3 separate regions of the Mus musculus genome follow, and regions 1 and 2 are each linked to region 3. Evidence: chromatin contacts called from public Micro-C data. All regions are on one chromosome and are shown on one strand. Each heading gives the region's core, a stretch centred on a gene start, on an enhancer-like site or on the middle of the called end of the contact. The rest is flanking DNA. Distances are from core to core; before and after follow the strand shown.

Region 1 (2,907 bases), core at 155-2,654, 1.4 Mb after region 3:
CTCCACGGCGGGCTTCCCGCCTTGGGTGGCATCGCCCCCGCCCGCATCCACAACGAGCCCCTGATTAATGAGCCCGGCCCGGCCCCCGCCGAGCCCCGGCCCGGCCTCGGAGAGGGGGAGGGAGGGGACGGCGGGAAACGCAGCCCGGTGTCGGTCCGCCTCCCCCCCCCCCCCGTGCCTCACGCTCATTGGTCCGTCTCGCTGTCCGTCGGGGAACGCGGCGCCAATGCAGGGCTGCGGGGCGGGGCGTCCGCGCGAGTGTGCCTGCGTAACGCAGAGTCACGTGTTGTTTTGCTCTTAGTTCAGTCACTCGGTGCGCGATGTGTTACTCACTGTGCGGCGGGGACCGCGACAAGCCCGGGTCGTCGTTGGTGGCAGCAGCAGCAGCGGCAGCAACGGCAGCAGCGGCCCCAGTGGCAGTGTGGGCCCCGAGTGTCCGGACGCAGACCGTCGTCGCGCAGTGCAGAACGGTGGCAGCAGACGGGCCGCGCGCGTTCTAAGCTCGGCCCCGCGACTCGGGGACCCCGACTCTCGACCCAGCCAGCCAGTCCCCGGGCGCCGCCCGAGAGCCCGGGAAGCAGCGGCAGCGGACAGTCGAAGCGGGGGGGTGGCCATCGCCCGCACCGAGCATCCTTCGGAGCGGCGGAGGGCCCTGCGCCACCGAGCCGCGCGCGCCTCCTAGCCCACCGCCTGGGCCCGGGGGACGCGCGCGCGTGGCCGGGCGGCCGGGCGACGGGTGGCGGGGAGCCGCCCCCGCCCGCGCCCCTCGGCCCTCGCCATCCCCTGTTCGCCCAGCCGGGCAGAGAGACCTGAAGCGGCGGCGATGGCTAGCGCGCCCCTGCCTGGGCCCCCCGCGTCGGCGGGCGGGGACGGCCCGAACCTCAATAACAACAACAACAACAACAACCACAGCGTGCGCAAGTGCGGCTACCTGCGCAAGCAGAAGCACGGCCACAAGCGCTTTTTCGTGTTGCGCGGCCCCGGCACGGGCGGCGACGAGGCATCCGCGGCTGGGGGGTCGCCGCCGCAGCCTCCGCGGCTGGAGTACTACGAGAGCGAGAAGAAGTGGAGGAGCAAGGCGGGCGCGCCGAAGCGAGTGATCGCGCTCGACTGCTGTCTGAACATCAACAAGCGCGCGGACGCCAAGCACAAGTACCTGATCGCCCTCTACACCAAGGACGAGTACTTCGCTGTAGCGGCGGAGAACGAGCAGGAGCAGGAGGGCTGGTACCGCGCACTCACCGACTTGGTCAGCGAAGGCCGCTCTGGCGAGGGGGGCTCGGGCACCACCGGAGGCTCTTGCAGCGCCTCTCTCCCGGGCGTCCTGGGCGGCTCAGCGGGCGCCGCTGGCTGCGATGACAACTACGGGCTCGTGACACCCGCCACGGCCGTCTACCGCGAGGTGTGGCAGGTGAACCTGAAACCTAAGGGACTGGGCCAGAGCAAGAACCTGACTGGTGTATACCGCCTATGCCTGTCTGCGCGCACCATCGGCTTCGTGAAGCTCAATTGCGAACAGCCGTCGGTGACGCTGCAGCTTATGAACATTCGCCGCTGCGGCCACTCGGACAGCTTCTTCTTCATCGAGGTGGGCCGTTCGGCCGTCACCGGTCCCGGGGAGCTGTGGATGCAAGCCGACGACTCGGTGGTGGCGCAGAACATCCATGAGACCATCCTAGAAGCTATGAAGGCACTCAAAGAGCTCTTCGAGTTCCGGCCTCGCAGCAAGAGTCAGTCGTCCGGGTCGTCAGCCACGCATCCCATCAGCGTGCCGGGCGCGCGCCGCCACCACCACCTAGTCAACCTACCCCCTAGCCAGACCGGCCTGGTGCGCCGCTCGCGCACTGACAGCCTGGCGGCCACCCCCCCAGCAGCCAAGTGCACTTCGTGCCGGGTTCGTACGGCCAGCGAGGGCGACGGCGGCGCGGCAGGCGGGGCCGGGACGGCAGGAGGCAGGCCGATGTCGGTGGCAGGGAGCCCCCTGAGTCCCGGGCCGGTGCGCGCGCCCCTTAGCCGCTCGCACACCCTGAGCGCCGGCTGCGGAGGCCGCCCGAGCAAAGTGACTCTGGCGCCGGCAGGGGGAGCCCTGCAACACAGCCGCTCCATGTCCATGCCCGTGGCGCACTCACCTCCTGCAGCCACCAGCCCAGGCAGCCTGTCCTCCAGCAGTGGGCACGGCTCGGGCTCCTACCCGCTGCCACCTGGCTCCCACCCGCACCTGCCTCATCCACTGCATCACCCCCAAGGCCAGCGTCCGTCCAGCGGTAGTGCCTCCGCCTCGGGCTCCCCCAGCGACCCGGGTTTCATGTCCCTTGACGAGTATGGCTCCAGCCCTGGCGACCTGAGAGCCTTCAGTAGCCACAGGAGCAACACACCCGAGTCAATAGCGGAGACCCCGCCAGCCAGAGATGGCAGTGGGGGCGAACTCTATGGGTACATGAGCATGGATAGACCCCTGAGCCACTGTGGCCGCCCTTACCGTAGGGTCTCAGGGGATGGGGCCCAGGACCTGGATAGAGGACTGAGGAAGAGGACTTATTCCCTAACCACGCCTGCCAGGCAGCGGCAGGTACCTCAGCCTTCCTCTGCCTCTCTAGATGAATACACTCTCATGAGGGCCACCTTCTCTGGTAGTTCAGGTCGCCTCTGCCCATCCTTCCCTGCGTCCTCTCCCAAAGTGGCCTACAACCCTTACCCAGAGGACTATGGAGACATTGAGATTGGTTCTCACAAGAGTTCCAGCAGTAACCTGGGGGCAGATGATGGCTACATGCCCATGACCCCTGGGGCAGCCCTTAGGAGTGGTGGTCCCAATAGCTGCAAGAGCGATGACTACATGCCCATGAGCCCCACAAGCGTGTCTGCTCCCAAGCAGATCCTGCAGCCACGCTTGGCAGCGGCCTTGCC
Region 2 (3,325 bases), core at 657-3,156, 1.7 Mb before region 3:
TATCACCAAATTTTTCTTGGCCTTGGCTATGTAGCACCTTCCACAGGGAATATGAAGATGAAAATCACGCTATAGTGCACTTAAAGTCTATATACTATTGGGGAGGTTGGATTAAGTAAGTCAGCTTCAGATTTGTACACAACTCTGAAGCGGTCCTGGGTTACTTTGGGCTATTCTGTGACTCCGGGTTGTTTTCTCAATACAAATGCAATTAGTTTGTGGACTGTACAATAAAAGCCTTCTGCAAAACACAGGTGACTGGGATCCAAGGTAACGGTCAGATCTCAAGGTTGTAGGCTGATGTACCCACCTGGCCACTAACAGCAATCCCAAGGCTCCGAGTCCAGACAGCTCCCTCCCGCCTCCAAGTATTAGACGCCAGGAAAAACTGGTACGCTTTAATCTCCAGCCCTGAAACGCCCACAGCTCGGACTGGCAGAGTTCATCAAGAGCGAGGGCGAATTCGCTGCCCGTTACTTTATACTCTTCATCGATACAAGCCGGCTAAGGCTGATCAGTCAGTCACGCATTTGGATTTCGACCCGGGCCGGAATCCACATCCATTTGAAAAGAAGGAAGCGACATGCGGGCGGCTGGCACCACATTCCCGAAGTGTTTTGAGTTTCGGGTGAGAAACGGCTAAGCAGCCGCGGCGCTCCCGGTTCCCTTTCACCTGCGACACTCTACGCCCGCCTAGGCACTGCCTGCTGCCCTTCCCCATCTCTTCTAACTCGGTATACAGCCCCGGCCCCTGCCTCGGGTCCCAGCGAGCATCTCCCGCCACCCAGCCGCTCCAGGAGGATGGGAGAGAAATCCCCTGCCCCGCCCGGCCCCACCTGGCCAGCGTCAAGCAGAGGAGCCGGTGCCTGCCGCCCCCCAGCCCTTCGCCGCGCAGGGCTGTAATAATTACATCCTCATTATTTCTTCTGCGATCGTTAGGGAAAGAGCCCGAGAACAGCAACAGCAGCTGCCGGGGGAGGCTTAGTTACAAAACCCTGCGCTGGGTAGCGCTTCGCTTAGCAACCACCCCTAAAAAAGCCCCCGTGCTCCCGGCTCGCACTTGGAGAGCCCAGCAGCGGCCACCCCCTCCCAAGCCCGAGGCCCAGGCCCTGCCGGGCGCGAAGGCTGTTGCAAAGGGCACAAGTGGCCCCTCCCCGCCTCCGCGACCCCAGTGCCCGTACCACCAGCTCCAAGCACCTTTCATTCATTCCCAGTCTAGGTCCGGGTGTCCACCCGGGCTTGGGGGAGGGGAAACCCAGGTCGCACCCCACTGCCCCACCAGAGTCCCTCTCTGGCCGGGGCCCCGGGCTGCACCCCCTTACCCGGCCTCGCGGAGCGGGGAATTTCACACCTCCGCCTCGCTCCTGCACCCAGGGAGCCCGTGTGCCAGCAATCCTGCCGCGGGGCGCTGCAGCCCGGAAGGACCCCAGCGGCGGACCCCGGAGCACCAGCCGTCCCTGGGGTTATTCTCACGCTCCCGGATCGGGTCCCCGGGAGCCTCTTATCCCCAACGCAGCCACTCAGGCAGGGCCCTCGCCGGTCCGGCTCGCAGCACCGCCCCCTCCCTGCCCCGACGGCACTCGCCACTTAGCGCCCAGGTCCCCGCATCCCGGTCCCCGCGGCCCCGCGCGTCTCGCACCTTCCTCAGAGCAGACATCCTTGGGCTTTCCTAGTTCAGTGGGTGCAGAGCGACATGGCAAGGTGGCCACCCCTCAGGCCAGGCGGTGCGCACAGCACTGCCGCCAGCTCCCAAGCTCGAGAATCCTTGGGTCCGTGCGTCGATCCGCAGTCTGTCTGTCCCCCGCTGCCGCTACCGCTTATCGCCTCCACCACCGCCACCGCCAGCGCCACCACCGCCGCCGCGCGCTCCGACCCCGTTCGAGCCCGGCGCACGGTCGGTCCTCACGGCCGGCGCCTGCGCACTCGGCGCCCGGGGAGGCACCGGCGCACTGGGGGGCGGCCGGTGCGTGGCTCCATCTGAGGAAGGGCCCAGCGCCACGCGCCTAGGGGGAGCGCTCAGGCCGCGGTGCCGCTGCCAATGGCAAGCCTGGCCCAGAGGTCGCATGGCGCTCACGGCCCGGGAGCCCGCGCACAGCGGATCCCAACTGTTGCGCGCAGAGCGTTGGGTCACTCCAGGACAGTGATGGTTCCCGGAGGGGGAGCGGAGAGGTCCCACACCGCGTGTGCTCCGTGTGTTTGTAGGTCAGCGTGGGAACCCACAAGCAAGCCAATGCGCCTGGGAAGGGCCAGCTCAATGTGAACCGAGATGTGGGATCTGCAGACGCATCGGCACCCTGAACTCTGCACGGTGAAAGCCTATTGGGCTCCCAGGTCATAGAGAGGGAGCGATGGAAGATAGGAGCTCTCAGCACTGGCCACTAAGAGAGCACAGTGCTGCTCTGGGTGCTGTGAAATAAGACCACTGTTTCCACCTGTTACCTCCCAGCTCTGGTAAACTGCTGCTTCTGGGCTCACAGGAATCCCCAGCACCTTGAACAGCAATCTTTAGTCATAAACCTGGTCCAGATAGAGGGCTGAGATGGTGTCGGCCCTTGTTTGCTGCTGCACTCGGAAGCAAAGAAAAAAAACTATCTTTTTTTTTTTCCTCAGCGAAATCAGAAACACAACAAAAAACAGTCTGGCAAATTCAGCAAAATTAGCCATATTTTGATGAAACCTAATTAGATTCGTGGGGATACCCTTTTTAGATCCACTGAACAGTCAAGAAAAGTTTCTGTGGCCTAGAGTAAAAGGTGCTGACAACTAAAGACATAGTTTGGCACCGGGCTCTGGGGATACTCACTACACCTGCTTAACCTTGGGCCGGTCTCTAGGCTCCGTGTAAATATAATAGGGGGCTTTCGTCTCCGTTGTCAAGAAGTTTAAATGTGACCAAAACTTAATCAATAAGGTGACTATTTACAGAAAGGTGAATGGGTGTCGAATAGAGGAGAGACAGGTGAACAGCCCTGTATTTCCCTAAATCCCAAGATCTTTTCCATAAAAACAGCCTCCATAAGATGTTTTTTCCTATGATCAATCAACTGCAGTGCACTTTCAGAGCAAAATACTAAGGTGTGTGAAAGATACACAAATGGATCAAAGGTATCTGATGTGACTTTTTTCTAGTGTTTGTAGCACACTCCATTTGGATTCCACTATCGAAAGAGAGAGAGAGAGAGAGAGAGAGAGAGAGAGAGAGAGAGAGAGAGAGGAAGGAAGGAAGGAAGGAAGGAAGGAAGGAAGGAAGGAAGGAAGGAAGGAAGGTGGGTTTCCAGACCTCGAATAAAAAATCTAGACTGCACATCAAGTTGAAGATTCTAAT
Region 3 (2,983 bases), core at 181-2,680:
CACCGAGCCGGGGTAGGCGCCGTTAGCCCAGCCGTTGACATGCGCGTAGCCTCCTCCCGCCGCGCCGCCTGGGCTCTCCAAGCGCTGGCCCACCGCCGCCGCCCCGACGCCCACGCCCACACCCATGGCCACGGCCGCGCCGCCGCCACCCGCGCCGGCCGCTAGCAGCCCGCCGGCCAGCGAGTACTTGTCCTTCTTGAGCAGCGTCTTGGTCTTGCGGCGCGGCCGGTACTTGTAATCCGGGTGTTCCTTCATGTGCAGCGCGCGCAGTCTCTTGGCCTCGTCGATGAACGGCCGCTTCTCGGCCTCGGACATGACCTTCCACTCGGCCCCGAGGCGCTTGCTGATCTCCGAGTTGTGCATCTTGGGGTTTTCCTGGGCCATCTTGCGCCGCTGTCCGCGGGACCACACCATGAAGGCGTTCATGGGCCGCTTGACCCGATCCTGGTTGGCCTTGGTGCCCCCGCCGCCGCCGCCGCCCCCGCCCCCACCGCCGCCCCCGCCCGCCCCGGCCGGGCCCGAGAGGTTCGTGGGCGCCTGGGCGCCGCCGGGCGAGTGCAGGTCGGTCTCCATCATCATGCTGTACATCTGGGCGGCTAGCGGGTTCACCGGTACCGCAAAGAGAGGGCCTGGAGCATAGACGGCCGGGTGGGGGTGGGTGGGTGGAGAGAGGATCAGCCCAGAGAGACTGGGGGGGGGGGTGTGTGTGCGGTGGGTGCCTAGCGGAGAGAAGGGGGTTGGGTGGAGGCCACAACAACAACAACAACAAAAAAGAGGCAAAAGCACACGCACTTAGCGCGGGTCCAGCTCGCAGGTGGAAAGTTTCTCCCGGTGCACAAACCACTTGCCAAAGAGGCCGATGGCCAGGTTGATTGCTGCCGTCCGGTCACTCAGGGCTGAACTGTGCAAACAGGTGCAGTCGTGGCCAAGTTGAGGCTCCACTTTCTGGGTCTGAAGCGGTGCCCCTGGGCCCGACGCAGGGTTCGCTGCCTCCTCTTGTCGGCTCGAAGTCTCCGTTCCTGTGCTGGCTTCCTTGGCGGCTTCCAACTCTGGGACCGCAACTTCTAGCAAGGCGGTGCGCCGCGTGCGCTGGGCATGTGCTGGTCCCAGGTGCCTGGGGGGAGCCAGGCGCTGAGGGGGACTCGGAGGGGGGTTCGGAGGGGGCGATCGCGGTGCAGCCAGGGAGGGGGTTAGGGACAGCAGTGGGAGTGCCAACGCGAGCAGAGAGCCAGAGAGCTGTGCCGCTGTGCCCAGGACAAGCTGTCCGCTGCCTGCCCGAGGCCGTGCGCTCGGAGCGGAGGCGCACGCGGGGCCGGTGGCGCGGGGGGCCCAGCAGCCATACGCCGGGCCCGGGCTGCCATTAAATGAGCGCGCCGCGGCCAATGGGAACCGGCGGCGGCGGTGATTTGCATGGCGCGCTGGCGAGTGACGTGGGGAGGGAGTAGATACACTGGGCGCGGGCGGCGGAGCAAGGAGGTGGAGGAGGAGAGAGGGGGGGAACAAGGGCAGGAAGGAGGGGGAAAAGGGGGCGCGGGGGGGCGGGGTCACAGCCACACTGCTTCCTGAGCGCGCGCGCGCGGCGGCGACGGCGGCGGCGGCGGCGGCGAACCCAGAGCTCGCCCCCTTTGCCTCTCCCCGCCCGCGCGCTCCGAATGATTAACGATTGGGTTGAAAACCCAGAGGAAGAAAGAATCGCTGTCGGGGGAGGCGGGGGGAATACAGCCCTGGGTCGTGTTTAAATGCGCTCATTGGAGACCCAGCTCCTCCCCTGTCCCCAGCCAGCCAACTCTGTGCCCGCTGGGAAGGGGAAAGTTGGAGATAGAGGCCTCACTTTGCACTCAGCTCAGCCGGGAGTGCAGAATAACAGCGGTGCGGGGGAGATCCTCCCGGGGGGGGGGGGCTTAGGCCCAAAGTACCTCTGCTGGGTTTCAGGCCAAGCGGGGCGGCTCAGTCTCTCCCACCCCTGGCGCTCGGTGCATTCTCAGAGCCTGCAAAGGCCTTTACAGATTCGGGATCTATAATTCGGGTCTCCGTGGCAAGAGGTGCAGCGGTTTTTGTGTGGTGCTACGCTCCTAGCTCCCTAATCTACCCCGAACTTTCTTGGGGGAGGGGGTGTCTTTTAATGGAGCGGAGTGTTATAGTCAGGTGCCAATTTACTCTATATCCTCTTGAATTTCTGCGAAGGTCAAAACCAAGATCTAGCTGGAATCTTGTTACTCCGACAGTAAAAAGAAGTTTGTGGAAACAGCAAAAGAATACCTACCTAGCCTATGCTTTTCTGAAGCGATTCTCCCAGAAGCTGTTTGCCAAAGGATTTTGAAAATCGTGTGAACTCGGGTTTGCGAGGGTGGGGGTGGGGTGCGGGCGCTGAAACGGAATTGGAAGGTCCAGTGACAGGGCCGCCTTTTTGTATGTTGTTGTTTTTGTTTCTTCGTATGTTGTGAAAAAGAAAGGGCAGTTCTGGGGATGATCAAGACATACACAAATGGCCGTAATCCATGAATCTCAGAACAAATATGATTCCGGGATGTATAAGAGATTTCCAACCCCACCCCAGGCTACTTGGGATCAGACCATCATGTCCAAAAAAAAAAAGGGGGGGGGAGTTATTGTAAAGGCTTCTTCCAGAAAGACCTTTAGAGTCTACAAGTTCTTCAGATATCCTGGGGCGGGGTACAGAGGGGAGAGGATAGAGTTTCTACTTCTAAGATCTAGGTGCTTCGGGAGGTTGCTGGTGGGTAAAGCAAGCCTGGTCAGATGCCTGCAGACCGCCTCGCGTGTAATCCAGAGGCTCTTCTGATGACAGATAACCCGGATAATAGCAAGAATACAGGTGTTCCAATATGTTGGACGGTGAACATATGACAGCCCCCCCCCCCACTAACAAAAACATCTGAGGCTGTGAATTTCCTGACGCCGTTGCTCCCTTGCTATGATTATTACAGTGGTTTATTTTATTTTATTATTATTTTTTTTTATCTCA

Evidence for each region. A called contact is a pair of places that touch in the nucleus more often than the background predicts.
Region 1: a Micro-C map of embryonic stem cells shows a contact between it and region 3, with 5 times the contacts expected there. The contact joins the promoter of 9530052E02Rik here to the promoter of Sox1 in region 3. A contact is called at or near these places in 3 of 484 Hi-C or Micro-C datasets (all in embryonic stem cells) and 1 of 115 datasets of contacts at active chromatin or transcription factors (embryonic stem cells).
Region 2: a contact with region 3 is called in a Micro-C map of embryonic stem cells, with 5 times the contacts expected there. The contact joins the promoter of Dlgap2 here to the promoter of Sox1 in region 3. A contact is called at or near these places in 2 of 484 Hi-C or Micro-C datasets (both in embryonic stem cells) and 1 of 9 other capture datasets (embryonic stem cells).

What each region holds. Positions count from the first base shown.
Region 1 is chr8:11,006,347-11,009,253 of GRCm38.p6, reverse strand. 9530052E02Rik (RIKEN cDNA 9530052E02 gene) reads right to left here and starts at 1,404. Exons shown (of 5, transcript NR_046017.1): 1 at 1,243-1,404. It overlaps Irs2 (insulin receptor substrate 2), which reads left to right and starts at 325. Exons shown (of 2, transcript NM_001081212.2): 1 at 325-2,907. The coding sequence starts at 824.
Region 2 is chr8:14,094,456-14,097,780 of GRCm38.p6, reverse strand. Dlgap2 (DLG associated protein 2) reads right to left here and starts at 1,906. Exons shown (of 16, transcript NM_172910.3): 1 at 1,640-1,906.
Region 3 is chr8:12,393,966-12,396,948 of GRCm38.p6, reverse strand. Sox1 (SRY (sex determining region Y)-box 1) reads right to left here and starts at 1,430. Exons shown (of 1, transcript NM_009233.3): 1 at 1-1,430. The coding sequence starts at 588. The region is part of intron 1 of Sox1ot (Sox1 overlapping transcript); the gene reads right to left.